Regions from separate parts of the Zea mays genome. Here region 1 is linked to region 2. A link is a contact called in public Hi-C data. All regions are on one chromosome and are shown on one strand. The core of a region is the stretch at or near the end of the contact, and the rest is flanking DNA. Distances in the headings are between cores, read along the strand shown. Region 1 holds the start of LOC100283185. Region 2 holds the start of LOC100381841.

The links. A called contact is a pair of places that touch in the nucleus more often than the background predicts.
Region 1: a contact with region 2 is called in a Hi-C map of ear, with 2.2 times the contacts expected there. The contact joins the promoter of LOC100283185 here to the promoter of LOC100381841 in region 2. A contact is called at or near these places in 2 of 25 Hi-C or Micro-C datasets (ear and tassel).

Annotation. Positions count from the first base shown.
Region 1 is chr9:114,923,510-114,930,628 of Zm-B73-REFERENCE-NAM-5.0, reverse strand. It overlaps LOC100283185, which reads left to right and starts at 3,498. Exons shown (of 7, transcript NM_001156087.1): 1 at 3,498-3,693; 2 at 3,798-3,863; 3 at 4,037-4,087; 4 at 4,182-4,261. The coding sequence starts at 3,507.
Region 2 is chr9:114,159,023-114,165,798 of Zm-B73-REFERENCE-NAM-5.0, reverse strand. LOC100381841 reads left to right here and starts at 3,845. Exons shown (of 3, transcript NM_001174632.1): 1 at 3,845-3,932; 2 at 4,032-4,238; 3 at 4,361-4,938. The coding sequence starts at 3,882. The coding sequence ends at 4,708. It overlaps LOC100283092 (cell division control protein 50), which reads right to left. Exons shown (of 8, transcript NM_001155994.2): 7 at 6,369-6,658; 8 at 5,376-5,846. The coding sequence ends at 5,804.

The sequences.
Region 1 (7,119 bases), core at 2,249-4,748, 770 kb before region 2:
AAGGCTGACAACAGCAAGTTCAGCCTCGAGCACAACAGGAAGCTCCGCCTCGCCCGGCCTTGGGCCTCGACCTCGAGAGGAGGTCTCCGCCTCGCCCGACCCCCAAGACTCGGCCTCGGCCTCGGCCTTGGCCTTGGGAGGAATCACGTACTCGCCCGATCACAGCCTCGGCCTCAGGAGAAGTCTCCGCCTCGCCCGACCTTGGGCTCGGACCGACCGCACCACAGGGGATACATCATTACCCTACCCCTAGCTAGCTCAGGCTACAAGGGAACAAGACCGGCGTCCCATCTGGCTCGTGCCAGAAACAAGCAATGATGGCTCCCTGCGTGCATCCGTGACGACGGTGGTTCTCAGCCCCCTACAGAAGCAAGGAGACGTCAGCAGGATCCCAGCAGCACCGCCAGCTGTGCTTCTACAGGGCTCAGCCACTTCTCCGACGGCCACGTTATCGCATACACAGGGCTCTAGCACCTCTCCGACAGCCACGTTGACATGTACACAGGGCTCAGGCACCTCTCTATCAGACACGTTAGCGCATAGCTACACTCCCATTGTACACCTGGACCTTTTCCTTGCATCTATAAAAGGGAGGTCCAGGGCCTTCATGTAGGAGGGTCGCGCGGAGGGACGAGCTAACGAACAGGCTCACTCTCCCTCTCTCGCGTACGCTTGTAACCCCTACTACGAGCACACCCCCCCTGGTGCGAGATAACACGAGCCGCGTTTCCTTCTTGTATTCCATCTTGCGCCAACCCATCTGGGCTGGAACACGCAGCGACAAATTTACTCGTCGGTCCAGGGACCCCCCGGGTCCGAAACACCGATACTTGTATAAATTGTCTCATGTACATTACTGAAATTCTGGTAAAGATCTAATATTACTTGCATCCACTTATACATGTGCCCACCAAACACGTGGCCACGAAATCCTGGCTGGTTATGTACAGTCAACCAAACAACCATACAAAATATTACTTGCATCCACTTATATAGATTTGGCTCGGCCTGCATGAGCTTCTGAACGAGGCTCTGCCTAGCTAAGGAACCAAATAGATGGCATATAATGGTTAGAGATAGCAATGGGTACCCGAAACCCGAAACCCGATGGGTTTTTACCCCATTAGGGTACGGGTTTGGGTCAATTTTCATACCCATGGGTTTATTAATGGGTATAAATGTATACCCGACGGGTTTATGGGTACGGGTTTGTTCCTATAGTACCCAAACCCGTGAACCCGTGGGTTTTTTAAACTCGACCAAACTTAGTGCACATTGTCATTTTATTTTATAAACGAACAACAAACTTGTTATCTACTTATTTACTTCCTAATTTTTATCAAATAGTGAATGTATAAGTAGTTGGTGATAGTGTTGCTTGCTTGCTATTATAGTTATTACTAGCGTTATATATGTGGTGGATGTATAACTTAGTGTAAGGTAACTTGATTATACAACTAATTATTTGTATTTAATTCTCTCTACAAATATTTTTTATACCAAATCATGAACTCGTCCATTACATAAATTTTGGACCACGATCTCATTAATCATTACGATACTTATTGATTATAAAAAGAATAAGCATATTGGAGATAAAAACCCGCGGGTAACCCGTGGGTACCCGCAAACCCGATGGGTACGGTTTTGGGCAAAATTTCAAACCCGTCATGGGTATGGGTTTTTTAATGGGTGTAAATATTTTTCACGGGTACGAGTTTGGGATAGCAAAACCCGGCGGGTTTATACCCGTTGCCATCTCTAATAATGGTGGGTGTGCCGCAGTGCAATGGAGAGCTGCTTCATCGTCGTAGTAGTACTAGTTGATCTGATCAGCATATGGCCAGCTGCTCCCATCTGTACTGCAGTTTATGGAGACTCCATGATAATTTGTACTCGCCAGTATAGATGTCTAGACGGGCCACCCGGCACGGACCCGACACGGACCTGTTTCGGCCCGGTACAAATAGGGTCGGGCTAGGCACGACCCGTTGATGCTTCGGACTGGGTCGGGCTGGCCCACGTGCCTAGGAACATGCCCAAACCCGGCACGCAAAGGGAAAAATCGTGCTGGGCCGGCCCGTTGGTCCGGTGGGCCTCAACGTACCGGGCCGGCCACTGGCCCGAACCAACAGTAGAGCAGTATATAAATACATATATTTAACAGAATTAATCATATATCATAACATATTATTTACATATATTAAGACAACAAAATTCATTTATCAATTCACAAGATAATATCATATTAATACAAATATGAAATGATCACTCAGCCTGCGTCTGTATTTATGTATGCATTTATTCTGCTTAGAATTAAATGTATCAATATTTATATATTATGAGAGAATTAAATGTATGTATTTATCAATGCATTTATATTATGTTTGGCTGGACTGTTCTCATGCATTTGTTCTGCGTATTTAGTATTGATCATTTAGCAGGCTGAGTAATGTATATATTTATCTGTTAAATGTATGTATTTATATACAAATATGAAATAACAGTCCCGACCCATTTAATTGAATTGAGCCTGCGCTACACTGCATTTGTGTTCAAATACGCGGGCCGCCGTTGAGCCGACCTATTTATCGTGCCGGGCCGGGCCAAATCACGCGGACCGTCGTATCTGCCCATACCTGACCCGCTAAACGGGCCGTGCCGGGCCGTGTTTGGACCGGGCTAAATTTGTGCCGTGCCACGAATTAAACGGGCGGCCCGCACTCTGTTTGGACATCTATACTAGCCAGTGGCTGATCTGTGCTAGCTTGAGGTGGCCAGCAGACGGCAGGAAAGGCCGTGGCGCAGAAAAAATGTCGTCCATCAAATACTTCTAGGTAACCATCATGCCTGAGATAAATTGGGAAGATCGACATGCCCGACTTCCACCTGATTATCCTATGGTCAAATAGATGACATGCTACCACTTCATGTTTAAACTAGTGTACGGTTCACAGTAAACCGAGCATATATAAAGATTAGTTGGTCATGTTAATGCAACCTTCGCTTGAATCGAGTTTCCAACTTAACACGGCTGCTAATCATTCAACGCTCCCTCATCTGTACCGTTTGCACCCCACACATATTTATGTCCATATATAATGATATTGTTTTGTATCAACGTTCCGTAATCTTGCATTAAATATTTTTGGCTACTAAACGAACTCAGATAAAAAAAACTTTAACTATAAAGTTTAAAATTTTATCAAGCGCTACAACTTTAGTATAGGATGTACCATCAATAGAGATAGTCTAATTTTTTTGAAACAATTAAATCTCAAAATATATGAATTTTAAAATATATATTTGAGACTCTAGATGACTGTAAATAGAAAACATATCCACACCACTTTCATCCCTACCACCATCCAATTTACTTCGGCCCATGAGCTCAGAGTAGTTGGACGGTGGAAGCAGGCCTTAACGGTAGTGGAGGCCCAGTTGACCAATCGTCGAGGAGTCCAGGCCTTAACGGCGCCGACCGCTCCACGTCCGCATTCTGCAGTATGGCTCGCCGACTCTGCCGTCTCCCTCGCCTCTTTCCCCTCGTCTCGTCTGCATCCGCCTCCGCCGCCCCAAGACCTCATCACCTCCCCTTCGCCGTGAACCCTAACCCCGCGCCCCTCGCCCCCTCCTTCTCGTCGTCATCGCCGCCCGCTTTTCCGGGCCCCCATCGCCTCTTCTCTTCCACGAGTATTCCTCTCGATGACTCGATCCTCCTTTCGTCTCGCCCATGCCCCCCTCTCCATTTCGTGCGGCTCTCGGGGACTTACGGCTTTTTGGGTTGGCTGTTTCAGGTGGTTCAAGCATGGTGGTCGTGGGCTCCGCGGACTCCTTCAACAGCATCTTTTCCAAGGTGCAAGGTACGGCGCCGATTTCCTCCTCTCCCATTTCCAAACCATGCTAGATGCTAGTTAGTCCTTGCCTCCTTGGTACGTCTGGTGTTGGGTGACGAATTGGGTCATGGTGGTTCGATGGTTCGTTCGTTCTCTTGTGCCTCACTGGCTGTGAACTGTGATCCCTGTGGATCTTGCAGATGAAAAGCTACCAGCTGTCTTTTACTACACGGCGGTGTGGTGTGGACCATGTAAGTACTGCCTCATTCTGATGCCAGCGTTGCCAAGTATAGGGCTTCATTCATTTGTGTCATAATTTTGTTGTGTGATTGTGCCGCACTGCAGGTAGGGCGATCGCACCTTTAGTATCAAAGCTGAGCAGCCAGTATCCCAAGATACCGGTGTACAAAGTTGACATTGAATTGGTAAGTCTGCAAATTTAGATTTCACTGCTACTGCGATATGCTAGAAATTGGCTGTTAAGTGTTAGCCGTGGTGAGGTTTCTGAAGCAGTGAAGAACACAAACGTAAGTTCACTAACTGGAAGAACACAAACGCGAGTGTGTGTACTGAGAGCTTGTGCTGTGCAATGCCTTGCAGCTGTTCTGGTTTTTTCTCCTATATTATGCAATGCAGTGACTAAACATGCTACAAAGCTGGAGGTAATGGTGATCATGTCCCATGCAGTGGAGTGTCACCATGGCGCGCACGATGCCCAGTCTTCCTGGTCGTGCGCACGCAAGACTTGCTCAATGGCTTGAGCATCTAGGAATGGATAAACATGCCTAAGTCTATCAGGGTGCCTAAGTCTATCGGGATCTGGGGTTTATGCAACATTAAGTAAGCACTAACGTATGGGAATATTAGTATGCAAAGTCGCAGTTTGCTGCTTCTTCATCACCGCCACATTTACCACTAGTCCACTATACCAGTTTTAAGATCTCTGCTATACAGTCATAATTGCAGACTGGTGTGGTATTGTTTCCGATGCTTAACCAGTTAACCTCTAACTATTGGTTCTGACTAACCGATTCAGGTTACATACTGCCTTTCTAGCATCACAAATTTAAATTCAGGTGAAATCTGTGCAAAATTAGATTTAATGTTGTTACTACATTACTGAAGTTGTTCACAACCAGGTTGCCTGTTATGCTATGAAGCATGTATACGGAAATGCATATTGGTATCGAGCGGATACAGATACACAGATGTTTTAGCATTTCTTAAATAAATAAATAACTGTGCAAAATAAAATTCTAAAACCAGGAGCAGCCTAGAAGGAAACAAGAAACATTGAAATTGCCACCGTTTGCAGTTTTGATCACCAGTTACTAGTACAGACCTTCAAATGAATTGCTTATGATGGAGATGGACAGATGGAGGATGAACCACCACCGGTGATCAGCAGCCGCCAGGCAGATCTGAAGAGGAGGGGGCGAGAGGGAAGCCAGCCGCCAGTGCAAGGAACTGAAGAGTCGTGTGCTACGTGAAGGGTTTAGAGGGGGGCGGGGTTGCCGTTTTCATATGCCTTATAGTCAGGCCGAAAATAGGCAGCCCAAATAAAACTAAACTAATTCTGGTCGTTGTCTTTTCCAAGTCGGATGACTAATCAATAATCATGATTACAAGCTGATTAGTCAGACGATTGGACGACTAGTAGCCCTAATCGTTACTTCCAGTCCGACTTGGCCGATTTAATCATGATCGAACGACTTTTTTCTCTCTCAACGTACAGGAGAGCTGCGCATCATTATATTAAGAAGAAATAAGAAGGTCCAAAATGGACCCAGATACAAGAATTCCCTCCTAAAGAAGTCTAAAGCAAAGGGTCTCTAGATTTTTGTCAAGTTCTACCGGCAAGAAAGGAGAGACCCTTAGCTTCAGCCATTTCTCACGACTTGTAACCAATTGTGCGAAATTAGATTTTGTTATGTTTGATCAATGTTGTTACTACATTACTGAAGTTGTTTAGAACCAGGCTGCCTGTTATGCTATGAAGCATGGATACCGATATCGGTATTGAGCGCATACATATACACATATGTGACATTTTCCCCAAAGCCCGATAGGTAGATATGTTGTAGCATTCCTTTTTTTGAACATAATGGCAGGAGCTCTGCCTTTCATTTAAGAAGAATAATAGAATTGGCCCAGTTTTAAGGAAAATCGGGCCTGAAACCTACAGAGGACGTGATTGGTTGTTGGTTGCTGATGTGCTTGGCGTGAGCCAGCCTAGGTCGGTAGAGAAGGCCGCGCGCTCGCGTCTCCGCCCATGCAGGGTTATGGGTCGTTTCCTACCTAGGCTGCGTCCGCCTGTGCAGGCTACGCCGATTAAGTACAGGTAACCAATCATGGTTTCAAGCGTGGTCAAAGCACGCGCCGGGCCTGGTCGTGCCCGCTCGGGCAACCAATCACACCCAGAGTGCACAAGCAGCTCAAACAACGATAATCTCCCGCCCCCCAACTACCACCACCACCACACAGACACCCCCATCCAGAGTCAACGTTGCCGAGCTCAACACAAGGGACAAGCAACTTCGACTCCTCAAGACGGGCCGCACATGGCCAAGGGAACACGACGACGCCTACATCGAAACACTAGCACAGAAGGAGGAAGACCATAGTGCGTCGTGGTTGCCAAGCCTCAACACACATTTCTTAAATAAATAAATAACTGCATATTAAAATGCTAAAACTAGGAGCAGGCTAGAAGGAAACAATAAACATTGAAATTGCCACCAGTTGCAGTTTTGCTCTTTTACAACTTAAGTACAGGACAATTACCGATATATAAGCCACATGTCTCTATTTTGGAAGTGGAGAATTCGGCCACTATTATTAATGGATATTGTTGATGTGTATAACTTGATTGCCTACTTTCTCGTAACATTTTAAGCTTTTGGGTTGAATTGGTTGGTGCATGCAACTTAACATGGTATCAAAGCCAGAGGTCTCAAGTTTGAATCCTGGCAGAGGCTTTATTTGTGCCTTTGTCCCCTTATTTCCACGTTTGCGCCTTTCTCTCTGGCTGTACGTGAGCGGGGGTGTTGAATTGTATAAGTGGAAGTGGATTGCCTACCTTCTCCTAACAGCTTAATCTTTTAGGTTGATTTGGTTGATGCATGCAACTTAACATACATGACATCGAGAGGGAGGGATGGCAGGCCACAGTAGCTATTGCTGCTGTTTGGAGCTTGTGTGGAGAGCATGGGGAGAGGTAAAACGAGGGAGATGGTGGAGGGACTGATCGTAGGTTCACCTTGGTTGCCCTGTGGAGCATGGA
Region 2 (6,776 bases), core at 2,596-5,095:
TTCGATGTTGTACCCGAGGCCTAGATGTAGTGTGGTGATGACCCGTATTGTCCCGCCAACGTGGGCTCGTATCATTGGGTCGGCCTTCCCTTACGCTAGTCTCTAGTAAGGTTGCTCGGCAGGGACCTAGTCGTCCGCTCTACCTCGCAAGGTTGCTTGACAGGGACTTGGTCGCCTCCTCTGTCTCGCAAGGTTGCTCGACAGGACTTGGTCACCCGCTCCTCTTTCGTGAGGTTGCTCGACAGGGACTTGGTCACCCGCTCTGCCTTGCAAGTTTGCTTGGCAGGGACTTGGTCATCCTCTCCGCCTCACCAGGTTGCTCGGCAGGGACTTGGCTTCTTTTGAAGAGTCTTCTTGGGCTTTGTCCGGGCACCCTATTCTTGGGTGCACAACACATAGGGCAAGGGGTTTCCTCCCCTATGGATCTCCTCTAAATCCATGGTCACGAAACCAAGCCTAAGTGAAACCCTAGCTCTTGTTCAGTTCGGGGGTACTCTCTGTTCGGTATAAGCCCCAACATCCATGTATAGGGACAGTGCGTGTCATTTCTTAAGCCTACAACAATGTGAGAGGAGCAAGTTCGTTAACTTAATTGGTCTTAAAAGAGTAAAGATATGTCTGTCTCGGTCCTATTCTAGTAAGACAAGCCTCATGAGTTCCATTCTAGTAAAAGTGAGTCTCTGTAGTTCCATATTGGTTAGAAAAACTACAATAACAGTTGCGGTAAGTGGGGTCGATCTGTTCTTTTCTTCACCACGAATCGACTCTCAAACTATGCATCTGTTCTTCTCGCTTCCTTGACGTTATTCGATCTCTTTAGTGCACGTTGGATTAGGCATGTGCATAAAAACCAAACACCGAAACCAAAAAACCAGAACCGAAACCGAAAAACCAAAATCGACCAAACCGTTGTATTTTTTGGTTATCGTTCTTTAGGAACCAAAATTTAGTTTGGTTTTCGGTTTTTAGTTTGGTTTAAACCGAAAACCAAACTATTAAGCCACGAGTCTAGAATCTCGTATTTCTATTTGAGCCCATCACCGTATCACGCTGCTAGGGCCTAGCCCAAGAGCAGCACGACTCGTAGTCGTAGAGGTAGAGAGCTAGAGACTCAGAGAGCACCCTTGGACCCTCGGTCTTGCGCATTCAGACGAAGTCACGGTCGCTAAGTCACACACAGGTCATAACCAATTAACCATCCTCCCCTCAATCGGACTTCACCCTGCCATGGGTCATCGGGGTCACAGGGTCCTCTGTTTCATGTGACTGTCAGCTGGTGTAGCCGTGTAGGAGCAGTGCTATACTGCTATTCATAATATAAGCAAAAATTTAGTGTTCAGGAGCAGTGCTATAAATTTTATATATGGTTCCACTCTTGTCATGTTCAGTTGAGTTTTTCTATGCTACTATTTCTAATTCATATAGCAAATTTTCTATGTTGCTATTATTATTTCTAATTCCCTATATTCCATTTGTTTTTTTTCGAGTACACTGAAAGTCTAAACTCAGCCAGCCAGGGTATCGAAACCCAACAAAGCTACTACAGAAATCCTAGTTTGGTTTTTTCTGTTAAATCGAAAATCAAACCAAACTATGTGGTTAACCGAATGTTCTGTTTTTCTTTTTCTAGGCAAAATTTCGGTTAGTATTCGCCAGAAGCCAAACTTTAAAAACAACAAAAAAAACCGAACCGAAAACTACGATTAGTCGACCCAGTCCTACGTCGGATCACGAGTCGGCCACTGGAGATACGCCATTGGAGTCCGGAAAAAATTTTGTTGCAGTCCCGCTGCAAACCAGACTGTTTGCAGCCTCTCACAAAAATAAAGATAGATCCTATCTATAGATCCACCAGATAACATTTTAGTTGTGTTATTAGCCTGCAGGTTAGATTTATCCTCCTTTTTGTGAGGGGCTGCAAACAGCCTGCTTTGCAGGCCCGCTGCAGCAATTTTTTTTCCGGAAAAAACAGCCTTCGGTCTATTCGTGACATGGCACGCCTACCCCCTTGCAATTTTCACTACCAGTACTAGGACAACAGCGGGGACACGTGTACCTATCGTCTGTTTTGTGCCCAAAGTTCCAATAAAGTATTGTTGAAATTCGATGAGCAAAACCATGGACCAGCACCGCCGGTATCCCGTTCCCAATTCCACAGATTTCCGCTCCCCACTCCGCACTCCCAGTACTTAAACCACCTAAAAACCAAGCAAAATCCCACCTCCCGAACCCTGGACTCATAGACAAGGAATTGGGAGATTCGATTTCTGCTATTCAGCCCACGCCCACTGGTTCAACCGGTTTCTTCAAATCTCAGGCTTCAAGGCCGCAACTTTTCCCCCGTTGGGGTTGGACTTGGACAGCTGCCGTGCTTGGGAGGTAGCGATCTCTGGCGTTTCCGTTTGTTGGTTCTTGCCGTGTTCTCGCGCTGAAAGATAGGATCTTGCGAGTTGAACATCAGCTGGTTGCCTGACCGGATCTCGTGTTCCTTTTGTTCCTTGCAGGCATTGCCGGCAACGGGAGGTCCAATCATCGATCCTTCGGTAGGTAATGGAGCATTTTGGATTTGTTCCGGCCACTTTATGGTTGAGATTTGCTATTTGTCCTCATTAAGCAAGCAGGTCTGTGATGGCCTTACTTTTCTTGTGAAATAAAATGAATGGGGATCTCAACCAGGATAGATTAGATGGCCTGGAGGTGTTAGTAACAATTGATGAGAGAGAAATGTTGCAAATTAGGAGTTACATGTGGTTTCGAGCGTTTCTTGGTAGAAACAGAATATTCGTTGTTACTCCCTTCCTGCCTGGTTCCTGAGATAAGGGATGCTTTGCTTGGCGTTCACTGCTGAATTTGTTTCACTGCATTATCTCCAATGTAGGGAGGAAATGTCCCATGTAGGTTGTGTCTGCTGTGCAAGTGGGACGATACATTCATCCTAGATGCCACATCAGCACCTCACTCATGTTTTGACAATATGATTGCCCAACATGTTCTTCCATTCTATTCCCCATTTTTCATGTTTTCTAGACGTTTTTCTTTTAATGTGGTATAGTTCTTGCCATTTCACCTGGTAGAGCGGTGCCACTATTTTACTTCTGTGTTATGCAACGCTCATTTTTGTAATATAGGAGATTGGCCCTTTTGACTTAAATCCAATGTTTCATCCATTGCAAAAGGCATCGCTTCCTTATGAAAAAAATGCCAGTATTAGTTGGCAGGGAGGGATGGAGGAGCATCTGATTGCGAAGTTAATTTCTGAGCGCACCTTCCATGCCTATGATATAATGAGCTCAGACTCTGCCGCTCAGCTATATATAAAAGTAATTTTGTGACACTGATGCAGCGCTCATTTTGGTAATATAGCAGATTGGCGTTTTTTTTACTTAAATACCATGTTTCATCCATTGCAAAAGGCACTGGGAAAAAATGTCGGGTATTACTTGGGAGGGACTAGAGAGGGAGGAGCATCCCATTGCAAAGTTAATTTCTGAGTGCACCTTCCATGCCTATGATATATGAGCTCAGGTGCTGCTGCTCAGAGTAATTTTGCAACTGTATTTTTATAACGCTTGTTCTGCTGGTTCTGCAAAAACGGTTGGTTTGGTCGTAATTTTCGCTATCTGACTTTGCAGATAGATTGTATATAAGGACCACGGTTCAGATTACTGTCAAGCATGTCTCTACTTTCAAAGTTGCGCTTGATCACCGTGGATGTTACTGGTACACTGATTGCTTACAAAGGACACCTTGGGGATTACTACTGTATGGCAGCAAAGTCTGCTGGGATGCCATGTCCTGACTATAACCGCATGCATGAGGGCTTCAAGCTTGCATACACTGAGATGGCAAGACAGTACCCTTGCTTTGGATTTGCAGCTAAGATGCCGAACATCGAATGGTGGAGGACATGTGTTAAGAATTCATTCGTTAAGGTAAATACCATTTTACAAGTATGAAGCTTGTCTGGATTAGTGGTGTGTCCTGTTAATGTTGAGAGGGCATAGTGATTCAGTTGATCTCTCAAACTGCAGGCTGGCTATGATTATGATGAAGAGACATTTGAGAAAGTCTTCAGGCGCATTTATTCTGCATTTGGCTCCTCTGCGCCATACTCGGCGTTTCCTGATTCGCAGCCCTTCCTAAGGTGGGCACGCGAAAAGGGACTCACTGTTGGCATCGTCAGCAATGCAGAATACCGCTACAAAGATGTAATCCTGCCAGCTTTAGGATTGAATCAGGTGCAATATCCACTGGATCACACGTCACAGTTACATTACATGCTTCTATAGCAGTATGCTTTCTTTGTGGTATGAATGCAGTAGTCTACTAAATACTAATGCATGTCTCGGTTTGCAACTAGAGCTCCGAATGGGACTTTGGGGTGTTCTCAGGTGTCGTTGGCGTTGAGAAGCCAGACCCAAGAATTTACAAGATAGCGCTGGAGATGGCAGGAAACGTCGCTCCGGAAGAAGCGCTCCACATAGGTGACAGCATGCGGAAGGACTACACCCCAGCTAGGAGCATCGGGATGCATGCGCTGCTCCTGGACCGGTTCAAGACTGCCGACGCTGAGAGCTGGAGGCAGTCAGGCGCCACGGTGCTCCCGGACCTTGTCGCCACTCAAGAGTGGCTCACCAAGGATCAGAATGACGAACAGGAGGAAACAGTGGCAGCACGAGTGCTGAAGAGAATGTCCGAAAAGCTATAGATGGGGGCTTTAACCATGCATTAATTCTACGAGTGTTCCTTTATATTATCTAGCTATGGACTGAAGGTCCAAAAGCAACTTATGCTGATGAGAGGTTGGTGACGATTCTTGGCTACTGGCTACTGTAATTAGCTTGAGCTACTATTCTGGTTGCAGCATCTGTGGCTGAACACGAGTACCATATCTGAGTGTCATAAGTCATGTTGCGAAGAACATGAGTAGCATATTTCAGGTGCCGTTTGGTTCATATATTTGTAATGTAATGGGTAACGGATAACGTTAAATCATGTTTGTTTTAGTCCAACCGTAATCAAATACCACCCTAAAATTTGATACCAGCCTATTCAAATTTGTTACCGCCAGTAATCGAGTCGAAACCATTACCATTTGCGTTACATTTTTTGAACCAAACATCACCTCAGTGTCATGAGTCATGTTACGAAGATCTCGAGTTGTCTTACATTCACCTGCGTGGAGCAGTAGAGGAGCAAGTGGAAATGAATCTGAACATGAGCACAATAATAAAGGACGAAGCAGTGAATCCCAAGTTTTCTAGTCATGATTTCCAGTCTACCATCTGTGTGGAGCAATAAAAACGAATCTCGCATATGCATCTCTAGTGTTGTAGATTATGTTTTTAATTATTATAGCACGTAGAAAGGCATTCTGACCGTGAATAGATGACAATGATAGGCACCCGTGTACTATAATGGTAGTGGAGAAACAAACATCACACGGTAATCAATTTATACAGAAGTTGGTACTGTTCCCACTTGAGGATATTACAGTCAACCAACATCATTAATTGGTATTCTTCGGCAGCCAAAGCGTCAACACCACACAGTCAACCATTTAGAGTGCTTGTACCACGAAGCAAGCTAATAGAGATCAATTGGTATTCTCCTGTTCAGTGCTACACTAAAGAACACAAGAAACAAAAATAACGTAGCCACCTAGACCCCTTCGTAAAAAATATACATGAAGTTCTTTCCTGAACCATGCTTGCTTATGCCCATCGACATTTCTGGTTCAGAGCATTTCATTTCATACAAGCTACATTTCGAGTAGTACGGACACTTGGTGTTCCGAAACATCCTAGCGTCTGTTCCAGGATAAGTAGTTGTGGTCTCCCAGTTTCCTGCAGAAGGCCACATATTTGATTAGCATTTCCACTCGTGTAGGATGTCAATGGAATGTAAAGGTTGGCAGAACAATCACAAAGAAGTCCTAAAACGACCATTCTTATGGTGCAAGCCTTGATCATGCCAGGCCACAGTCCACAGTGAATAACATACCCAACACGAGCAGTGTGAAGGACCAAAGTCAGTAAAGTAAAACAGAACAGCTGATTGTCTAGTTCTAGTCCACCAAAATTTATAGAAGGTACCCACACAGCCTACAGCCTTAGCCCTCAGGGCTACCTCAACCTTTAACTGACAATAAAAGATGCACAGATAAAATGGGCTGCACCAGACATAATCAGTGTACAGGTTTTCTATAAACATGATAGGCTAAACCCAGATTACTTGACAGTAAGCATCACGTTCACAGTATGGCTATTGCAGTGGACAGCATGTGCATATATATAGCGGGTTCACGGACTAAATCCAGCACACAGTTATTTCCAAGACATTGCAAGAGATCATCAGAAGTCACTAACCTTGGTTTTACGAAGTACAGCAAGGTGAATGCAAATGCCAGGAAAATGCAGAGCCCACCAACTATAAGGTATGCAAAGCCAAGAAAATCGTTCTTCCCCCCAAGCCAGGTTGCAGTGGAGAGGACCAGCTTTTTCTTGCCACCAAAGCTATATGTATTGTAGTTGTTATTCAATCTCACTGTTATTGTGTCATTCTCCTTGAGGTCAAAGTATAGTCTGCCATATAACTTTCTGAACGTCGGAAGTGCTGCGGTCCGCATCCAAACAATGAGGTCCTCTTGCTCACTCAACTGTCACATAACATTCAACTTACATGAATAACTGCCACAAATATTCCTTACCCATATACTTTTGTTTATCCACATGAACAAGAAATCAATGGACATTAGCAGAAATATGATGTTGCAG